Regions from separate parts of the Anas platyrhynchos genome. Here region 1 is linked to region 2. A link is a contact called in public Hi-C data. All regions are on one chromosome and are shown on one strand. The core of a region is the stretch at or near the end of the contact, and the rest is flanking DNA. Distances in the headings are between cores, read along the strand shown. Region 1 overlaps LRP4 (LDL receptor related protein 4). Region 2 overlaps ARFGAP2 (ARF GTPase activating protein 2).

The links. Hi-C and Micro-C count contacts between places; a contact is called where the count stands out from the background.
Region 1: a contact with region 2 is called in a Hi-C map of liver, with 6 times the contacts expected there. The contact joins two enhancer-like sites. A contact is called at or near these places in 7 of 8 Hi-C or Micro-C datasets (F1 follicle, F5 follicle, liver and 3 more).

Annotation. Positions count from the first base shown.
Region 1 is chr5:32,077,841-32,081,824 of IASCAAS_PekinDuck_T2T, reverse strand. LRP4 (LDL receptor related protein 4) reads right to left here. Exons shown (of 38, transcript XM_072038690.1): 9 at 1,562-1,687; 10 at 948-1,082; 11 at 654-779. Among named protein-coding and RNA genes, the nearest start is that of CKAP5, 24 kb to the left of the region's middle. Within about 2 kb of position 2,459, at least 4 of the 8 cell types and tissues checked have an H3K27ac peak or open chromatin away from gene starts, as enhancers often do. A contact at or near this core is called in subcutaneous adipose tissue, where this site is marked.
Region 2 is chr5:31,933,478-31,937,400 of IASCAAS_PekinDuck_T2T, reverse strand. ARFGAP2 (ARF GTPase activating protein 2) reads right to left here. Exons shown (of 17, transcript XM_072038694.1): 14 at 3,663-3,789; 15 at 3,475-3,565; 16 at 3,236-3,354; 17 at 2,049-2,780. The coding sequence ends at 2,760. It overlaps CSTPP1 (centriolar satellite-associated tubulin polyglutamylase complex regulator 1), which reads left to right. Exons shown (of 10, transcript XR_011809664.1): 9 at 1-793; 10 at 1,362-1,478. Among named protein-coding and RNA genes, the nearest start is that of ARFGAP2, 10 kb to the right of the region's middle. Within about 2 kb of position 1,505, at least 5 of the 8 cell types and tissues checked have an H3K27ac peak or open chromatin away from gene starts, as enhancers often do. A contact at or near this core is called in subcutaneous adipose tissue, where this site is marked.

The DNA of each region.
Region 1 (3,984 bases), core at 1,210-3,709, 140 kb before region 2:
ACCACAGCCTACTGTCACAGCAAAACATGACATAGTTAAAGTATGCCTCAGCTAGATATAAACTCGGTAGATACTTCTGCTGAAAAAAGAATTGAAGTTCTTTGTGGATTTCATTAGGGGAATTCCTAATAATATTCCTAATTTACGTAATGGAACTCTTAATTCCTCATTTCCTACATTAGGGGAGCTGAGAAGTTAAGTTCTACAAATGTATATGTGCCCTTAAAAACAGATGTCCATAGAGCAGCCACTCACAACATTCAGAACTGGTGACCAGCATCAAAGGTTAAACCAGAGCAAGGACATTTGATGCAACTTCACTGACAAGGAAGGATTGAGACGCTTCCTAAACACAGACATGATACTGGTTTTGTCCCAGGGTCTGGGTCACCAGGAATGACAAGAAACTACAAGAAGCAGACAAGGGCTGTCAAAAAGGAAAGAAAATAGCGAAATATCTCTCCATAGTCAAAATCACAGTTTCCACACGTTTTTACTAGGCATATCTAATAAAAATCCAGGTACTTCCTTGCATCACACATTGTCTCGGTGAACAGCATAATGCTGCCAACAAAGCATCAGAGACAAAGTTATGAGAACAACATGTATGTATCAACACACATGCACCAGTGTAAGGTTGAATTCCTCTTTACCTAGAGCTTTGCAGCTACGTTTGTCAGGTCGCAGCTCGTAGCCTTGCTCACACCAGCACTGGAAGCCTCCTTCACTGTTGGTACAGCCTTGGCTGCAGTAACCTTCCTCAGCACATTCATTCACATCTGCATGTTACAGACAAAGGGAGAAAATTACCATTATATCATCAACAAGTCGGGCAACCTCACTGACAGGTTGCTTCTGCTTTCATGCTCTGATTTGCAACCTATCGTAGCCATCAACTCCAAGCACATCAAAGCAGCAGGGAGGAGGTTACTGCTCCAAAAACCCACCTTGGCACGATCGTCCATCTTCCAGGAGCCTGTAACCTGTATGGCAGGTGCACTGCACCATCCCTCGTGCCATCTGGCACTTCTGAGCACAGCCACCATTGTTGACATTACAGTTCTCCTCCCCCGTTCGTGGACCTGCAAAAGCAATGCATGAAGATAACTGAGCTGAAACCACAAGGCAGCTGCTTGTGTCCTCAGCAGTTAGGCAGCAGCCACACTTTAGAATAGCCTAAGCAACACAGGGAAGACAAACTGTGCTGGAAGCTGCCTCTTTGCAGTCAGAACTCTCCCCTGCAGGCCACAACCAATGGCTATCAGCCCTTCCCAAGATCTGGACAACGAAGCTCAGAATAATATGGTTTGGGATTCACCATCTCTGCAGACTAACTTTGATACCTGAAAGCATAATCTTCTCCCCATTATTCCCTCTCCACACCATGCAATTGGCAAAACCACAAAGGTCATTTTCCTCAGTCTTCAACCCACACACTCTCCCAGTAACACAACCCAGGCTTTCTTCCTTGCACGCATCCTTCAGCAACACCAGACAGACTCCCACACACAGTGCCTCCATTTATATTTAAGACTTGTCTTGGAGTCTGTTATTTACTTACGGCAGTTTTGATGTGGGCTCTCATCACTACCATCTCCACAATCATTTGCTCCATTGCACAGCTTCCTCTGTCCAATACAACGCCCGTTCCCACAGAGGAACTGGTCTGGGGCACACTGAGGCGTCCCTGCAATAAGAGGAAGGAGAAAGTAAACACCAGAGCTTACTGATTCAACAACAGTCATGGTGGAGAAAAGGACACAGAACACTTTCTAAGATTTGTTACAATCTTTACATATGAACACAAATCCATTACTTCCTCTTTCCTTGAATTCAGCTCATCTTCCACTCCTTACTGCTCCAAATATCTTCATGCTGATTCAGAGGCCTGTGAGCTCTCCTCCAGACCGAGTCCAATGCTGCTATATTGGGAAGCTCTGCTATTTAGTCACTCTCAGAACGACTTCAAGGTCCTGGCTTAATTCCCTTTGGTTCCAGATTCCACAGCCCTCCTCAGCATGTGTCAGAGTGGAGTCAGTTCTTCACTTTAATCATCTGAGATGCCACCCCAGCACGGCTATGGATCTTAAGCCTGCCTAGGAATGGGCGTCTTGTCCAGCCCTAACTGCACTGTGACGGACTTGGAATGAGATTTACATGCATCACTGAAATCTGAGCTCAGGCAACAGGATTTCACACGAGCTACACACTTCAACTTGTGCTGTTGGCAGGAAGGCTCTACAAAATTCTTGTAAGTAAAGTAATGCTATTTGTAGGGACTCTGCCAATCTAATTGTGTCTTTGTCAATAACAGCACTGTCCTGTTGCCTCTTATTTCTTATAGTTCTCAAGCTGACTTTGTCAGTGGTTTCCAAACCATCACCCTCTGATAATCCTAGGAGTATAACAGGACAATACAGTTATCAGCAAAGAAACGATTAGATTGGCAGACTGCCTGCAAGCAGCGTTGAAAAGGGTAGTTGTGAGATTATCAAGTACAAATAAGAACTAACAGACACACCAACCGGGAACATAAAAACAAATCACATACAGATTCACTTCTCAGAGAACAGAAATACTTTTTATAAAGGATTCCAAAACTTGGACTGCATTTGTCATAATGAAGACAAAGATTCTTACATCAGCTGATCTCCTAGTGTTCTAGGAATTTTCTCCCTATAGCCAATAAAAACATAAATCCAAGAACTGACACAGGTTTTTAACTTGCTAAAGACATCTAGACAGTGCACTATTTCTCATTAGACGAGCCAGTACATGTTCTGCTGGGACTAGAACCCCTCAGTTAATTTTTACCTGACGACTATCACTGTAGACCTAATGCAGAACTGCACAACCAACCTTGTGGTGACAACAGTTGTACTCTACCATCTCGGGTTTCGTTTGGAGTGGGGAGGTTGAAGTTCAGTGGCTCTGGAAGTTTGATTTGGCTTCTGGGCTGCAACAGTTCTTTCAGTATTTGTTTAAATATCTTGGTTATCAAGATAAGGCAATGGGTTTACCGGTTTGTCTAAGCACAATTGCTTTTTCCAGGATCACCACCGCCTCCTGCACAATGCTACTCATGCCAGCTGACTTATCTAGAGCAATAGCTCCAGGTCCTCTGAGCTCATCTATACCTGTACAATGCACACTGCTCTCTCCTCAACAGGCCCAAGCAAGGGCTGCAGTTTTAAAAGTCCTTTTTGTCATTCTAAACACAATTTTTGAAATACTCTGATCTAAAGAGGTCAGTATACACAGTTGGGCTCTTCTCACTGTGACAAATTCACAGACCAGTATATACCATTCCTCTATGAGGGATGGTATACAAACAACCTGAAAAAATTAAGAAAAATAGGAGATTCTAGTTATTTCCTGAATCTTGCCATAATACGGGGGCCTGTTAAAACCCTCTTCTTTTCCATATCCATCATATGGAAGAATAGCTCTAGGGGAAATGGTTACAAGAAAGAGCAAGAGACTGCCTAGAAAATGTCTAAGGCATGGTGGGGCTGGTACCCTTAACCCTCTAAAACAAACGCTTTCTTCTTCACTTTTACAAAATGCCTTTTTGATACTATCTCCTGTTAAAAGTGCTTGGCAGCTTCATAAGGCAAAACGAAAGATACCCAGAATTACCTAGAAGGAACGAGCCAGACTCAGTCCATTTGACAAAAGTAGGAACTTTGAACTTCATTAATGCTTCCAGGTTTAAATGGAAGTGTCTCAGAGCTTTGTTGTAATTCATAGAGTATGGGCAGGATAGGCATATACAGGGATCTGATACCTGACCAGAAAACACCACTACTTAGGTTAGTTTAAGCACACAGACCAGCGCATGTTTGCAAGTGTAGAAGACAGTTTACAGATCTCATACTCTGGGAAGCACAGTAAGTTGAGGCTGAACTCAAACTATCCAAAAGAGACCTCACTACCTGTACCTCCAGGATAGAAATGTTAGCTATAAGCAGCAAGGCAGCAGGC
Region 2 (3,923 bases), core at 256-2,755:
CTCACCCAGGATTAACTCTCCCTGGAAACCTCTCCACCATCGCCGAAAAATGGATGCTGAGAGTGAAGGCTCCAACGAAGAGACAGACTCCTCTGAAAACTGAAGGTTGTGAGGGTGGGCACCGGTCCCACCTTTGGTTTGTCCACATCTCCCTGGAGGTGCAGCACCTCCTCCCAGAGCATCTGCTCTGGCACTGGGTTACATCCACATCACCAGTGTGTGCGCGGCTCTGCCAGGCCCCATTGCCAAGTCCACCTGTCCCTTCCCAGCAAGAACGCTGCTTTTTTTTTTCCCCTAGATCCGAATCTGTGTAGGAGTAGCTATTTCCAGCTACAGAGTTCTGCTGCCATCTGCTGGCACGTAAGACGACAAACCAGCAGCTGCTAGAGCTGCCCGTACTTGGAAATAGCCCGGCGTTCTCCCAACCAGGGCTCTCTCCCAGTTCAGCAGGTGCTGGAACAGTGGGAGCGCTGGTGCAGGCTGGGTGCCAGGGTTTTGTTGTGTAGCTGTGTTCAGACTTGGCCTAGACAATAGAGTGGTTAAATCGCCAGCGGCAGCTTTGCATTCATGCTCCATTGTAATTATTCCTAGTAAAGCTGCACCTGCATGTGATCAAAGGTAGAGAAATTCCTCAAGTTCCTAGAATAGAAGGGTTTAGCTAGTGCCTTGCCACCTGTCACAGCTTCCTCCTCCATGAGTCCAAGCCAAGCCAAAGCAAATAATAAGCTAGATTTCAGCAAGTACTGCACGGTGCTTTGCGGCTCCTCTGCTGTGCTGAGTTCCCTTCTGGGAGGCCTCCCCCTGCCTCCAACAGCACGTTAAGCTCATTTGCTGAAAGCAGGCTTTGGAGAGGGGGGTGGAACAGAGAGATGAAAAGTCTTCAGATGGTTTGGCCACAGGTGGCGGTGCAGCCTGCCAACATAGAGCATATCTGCTGGGGGTTGGTGGGCAGAAGCACTGGGGGAGGAGGAGGCAGTTTTCAAGTGAGGCCCAGGTACTTTTTGTAAATATTGGCATTGTTGTATCATCGCGGTGTGGCCTGTACAGCTACAGAAAGAATTACAGCCTCAGTGGTAACTAACTCTGCAGCTTGGCCTCCACAACCCTGAACAGCTGACTAGCCATGCACCTCTGTCACAGCTTGCATGGACTCGTTATTTCCCAAGATACTCCAATTTCTCGTGAGCCTTTGGGAGGCTTCTTGCTCTTCCCTGCCCTAAAACGCTGCACGGTGTAGGCTACTAAGATCTGTTAACCCAAAGCTTAGCGCTGCCCTAAGCCGAGCGGATTCAGCACATGCTGGAACTATTTTAAGAGTAATCTTTTAGCTACTGCTGACCTGGCTGTGGAGGTAGGGGGAGGTATTTATTGATTGTAAGTTATCAGCATGCTCTTTAACTGCACGTTTTTTCCCCACCCAGCAGTGGGCAACAACCAAAGCAAGGGAATAAAGCATGCAGTGTAAGGCCTGGGGCCAAGCCTGAGAAACTCTGCTCTGTGCCCCCCCTCCCAGGCCCCAGTGGCCTCTCATGGGGCCCCACAATGCTGACCCCGCCCAGGTGGGGCCCGCTGCCACCCCCAGCACAAATGGCACCGTGCCCACATCACCCACGCAAGCACATTCAACCCTCAGCCACTTCCACCCCCGCCACAGCCCTGGGGGTACCACGGCCCCTCTGGCTGCTGCCACGCAGCCCCCAGTGGACCAGGGGGGTCCGTGCACATCTGGCACAATGTGGGGGCCCAGCCCTGGAGGGGGCATTTGCTGACAGGAACCCACGGAGTTAAATTGTTTTGCTCATCCAGCTATTTTGCAATAGTTGCAAAATAAGCACAGAAAAAAAGGCCTATCCCATCCTCAACTGCATGAAGGGAAAACTGCTCTTGTTGAAACCACACTCAGAAGCAAAGAACCCACCTGAGTAGGACTAAGGTTGCAGTCCCCATGGGGACAGCCTCCCTCACCCCTGTCCCACTTAAGCCAGGGTTTCAGGACCTTCCCCTCTGTCCAAGTCTGGATGGAAGATAGGACAGGGCAACACAATAACCAAGGGTCCAGCAAATATCTTTATAGTACTTCATGGCCTGGGCCTTTTTTTTTTTGCTCATGATGTGATTAGAAGCTAAAAAAAATAATCTTTGCTTGATTTGTTCTCCCGCATCAATATATGCCAGTTTACAAGACAATAAAAAGGATTATCCCATGGTAAAAGGCAGACCCTGCAAATACAGAGGAATTGTGACACCATGGCTTACCATGCATGCTAGAACCTTGCAGTTGAAAATGCCTTACCCGTGCTGTGAACTGCTGCAGCAGCCTGCTTGGGATCAGGCAGTAAGAGCACTGAGCAGAACAGAAAGCCACAGTCATGTCCGTAGGGACCAGGTAACACGTTCAGAAAAACAGCATTCCCATTTCCTCTGTCACGTGGTCAGCTAAGGGATGGGCCAGGAAGGATAGGAGCACTGATGAGGGCAGTCACAGGAATTCCCACATCTTTCACAGCAGTGAGGTTATCCCCATCTCCACTGGCTAGTAGATAGCAGTGGGTCTGAGGGCACATCAAATTTTAATGCAGAGTGGAATTCAGATATTTGGAAAGCATCCTGGGCACAGCCATGTCCTGCCCCCTTCTGCTTTCCTTCTCCCCTCCCCACCCACCCCAGACAAACTAAGACAATCCTGCAGAGTTTACTCCAGGCGAAGGTGGCATCAGTGCCTCCTGCTGGCTTCCCTGCGAGTTGCAGTTCCTGGGTCATCAATATGAACCATAACGATCCTGGGGAGGAAACACACCAAGACACCATTCTATAACACTGTGCAAACTCCAAAGAAGCAAATAACAAGGTCATGGGGGTTTGGCATTAATGCAATCAATACACAATGGTCAACAAAAGGTTGCCTTAAGAGAGGACACCTTGCAAAGACAGGAGGTAAAATGGGCTCAATTTTTTTTTTTTAAGTTTAAAGATCTGTGGGAAAAGGTGTATCTGACATAACACAGTACCCTGTCCAGCAGGAGAATAATGTTGTCCAAGTAGCATTCACCAGCCACCTGGAATTGGTCAGCTATTGAATCCTCAGCTACAAAAGGGCTCATCTCTACCTAGGACTTTCCATATAATTTGAGAAGACGATGATAATCCCAGTGAAATCACTTGGAACGGCCAGGATATGGTAGAAGTCCCCGAACATGACTAGAACCTGTCTGAAAGTGCTGCAGTGCAACCTCACCTGGAGGGAGTTCATCACCCCGTTGGCTAGGACAGCCATCTTGCCAGCAACTGACTTCACTCCTTGCTTGAACTGTGCGATATCGGCTGCAGGCAGGACATTTCCAATCGACACACCACCTACAAGAACCAGGAGGAGTAAGGCTGGAGTTCTCCAGCTCCAGAGAACACCCTGACCCCCTCTTGTTGAGGTCCTCCAAAGCTGCACTCCCTTCCTCAACCCACTGAGTGCTAACAAACCTGAGTGCGCATTCTCAGCCTCTCCGAACAGGTCTGCAGAACTGATAGCACTGCTGCCTGAGAGCTGCTGCAGTCGGGATCTGGCTTCATACTGCAGAAGAAAGGAAAACAAAAAAGGTAAAGGAACGGAACAAAGAACAACCTGAGCAAACAGGAGATGAAGTCAGAGCACTGCAAAGTGCATTTACCTCAGCATCTGCTTCCCGCCCAAAGAACATATCTGAAGAGATAGCTTTAGCTCCTGCGAACTTCTGCCGAGCTTCATTTGATTCCACAACTGATGTCCTGTGCTCTGTATCTCTTCTACTGGTGGGCCTGAGGAAGCAAGAGAGGAGACAGCTCAGCTTAAGCTCAGCAACACAGTAGAGAAAGACATGTCTCATATCCCATCTGATGGAAGGAGAGGAACAAACCCCAAGGGCTAGCTGCTACCAGAGTTCTCTCCTCCC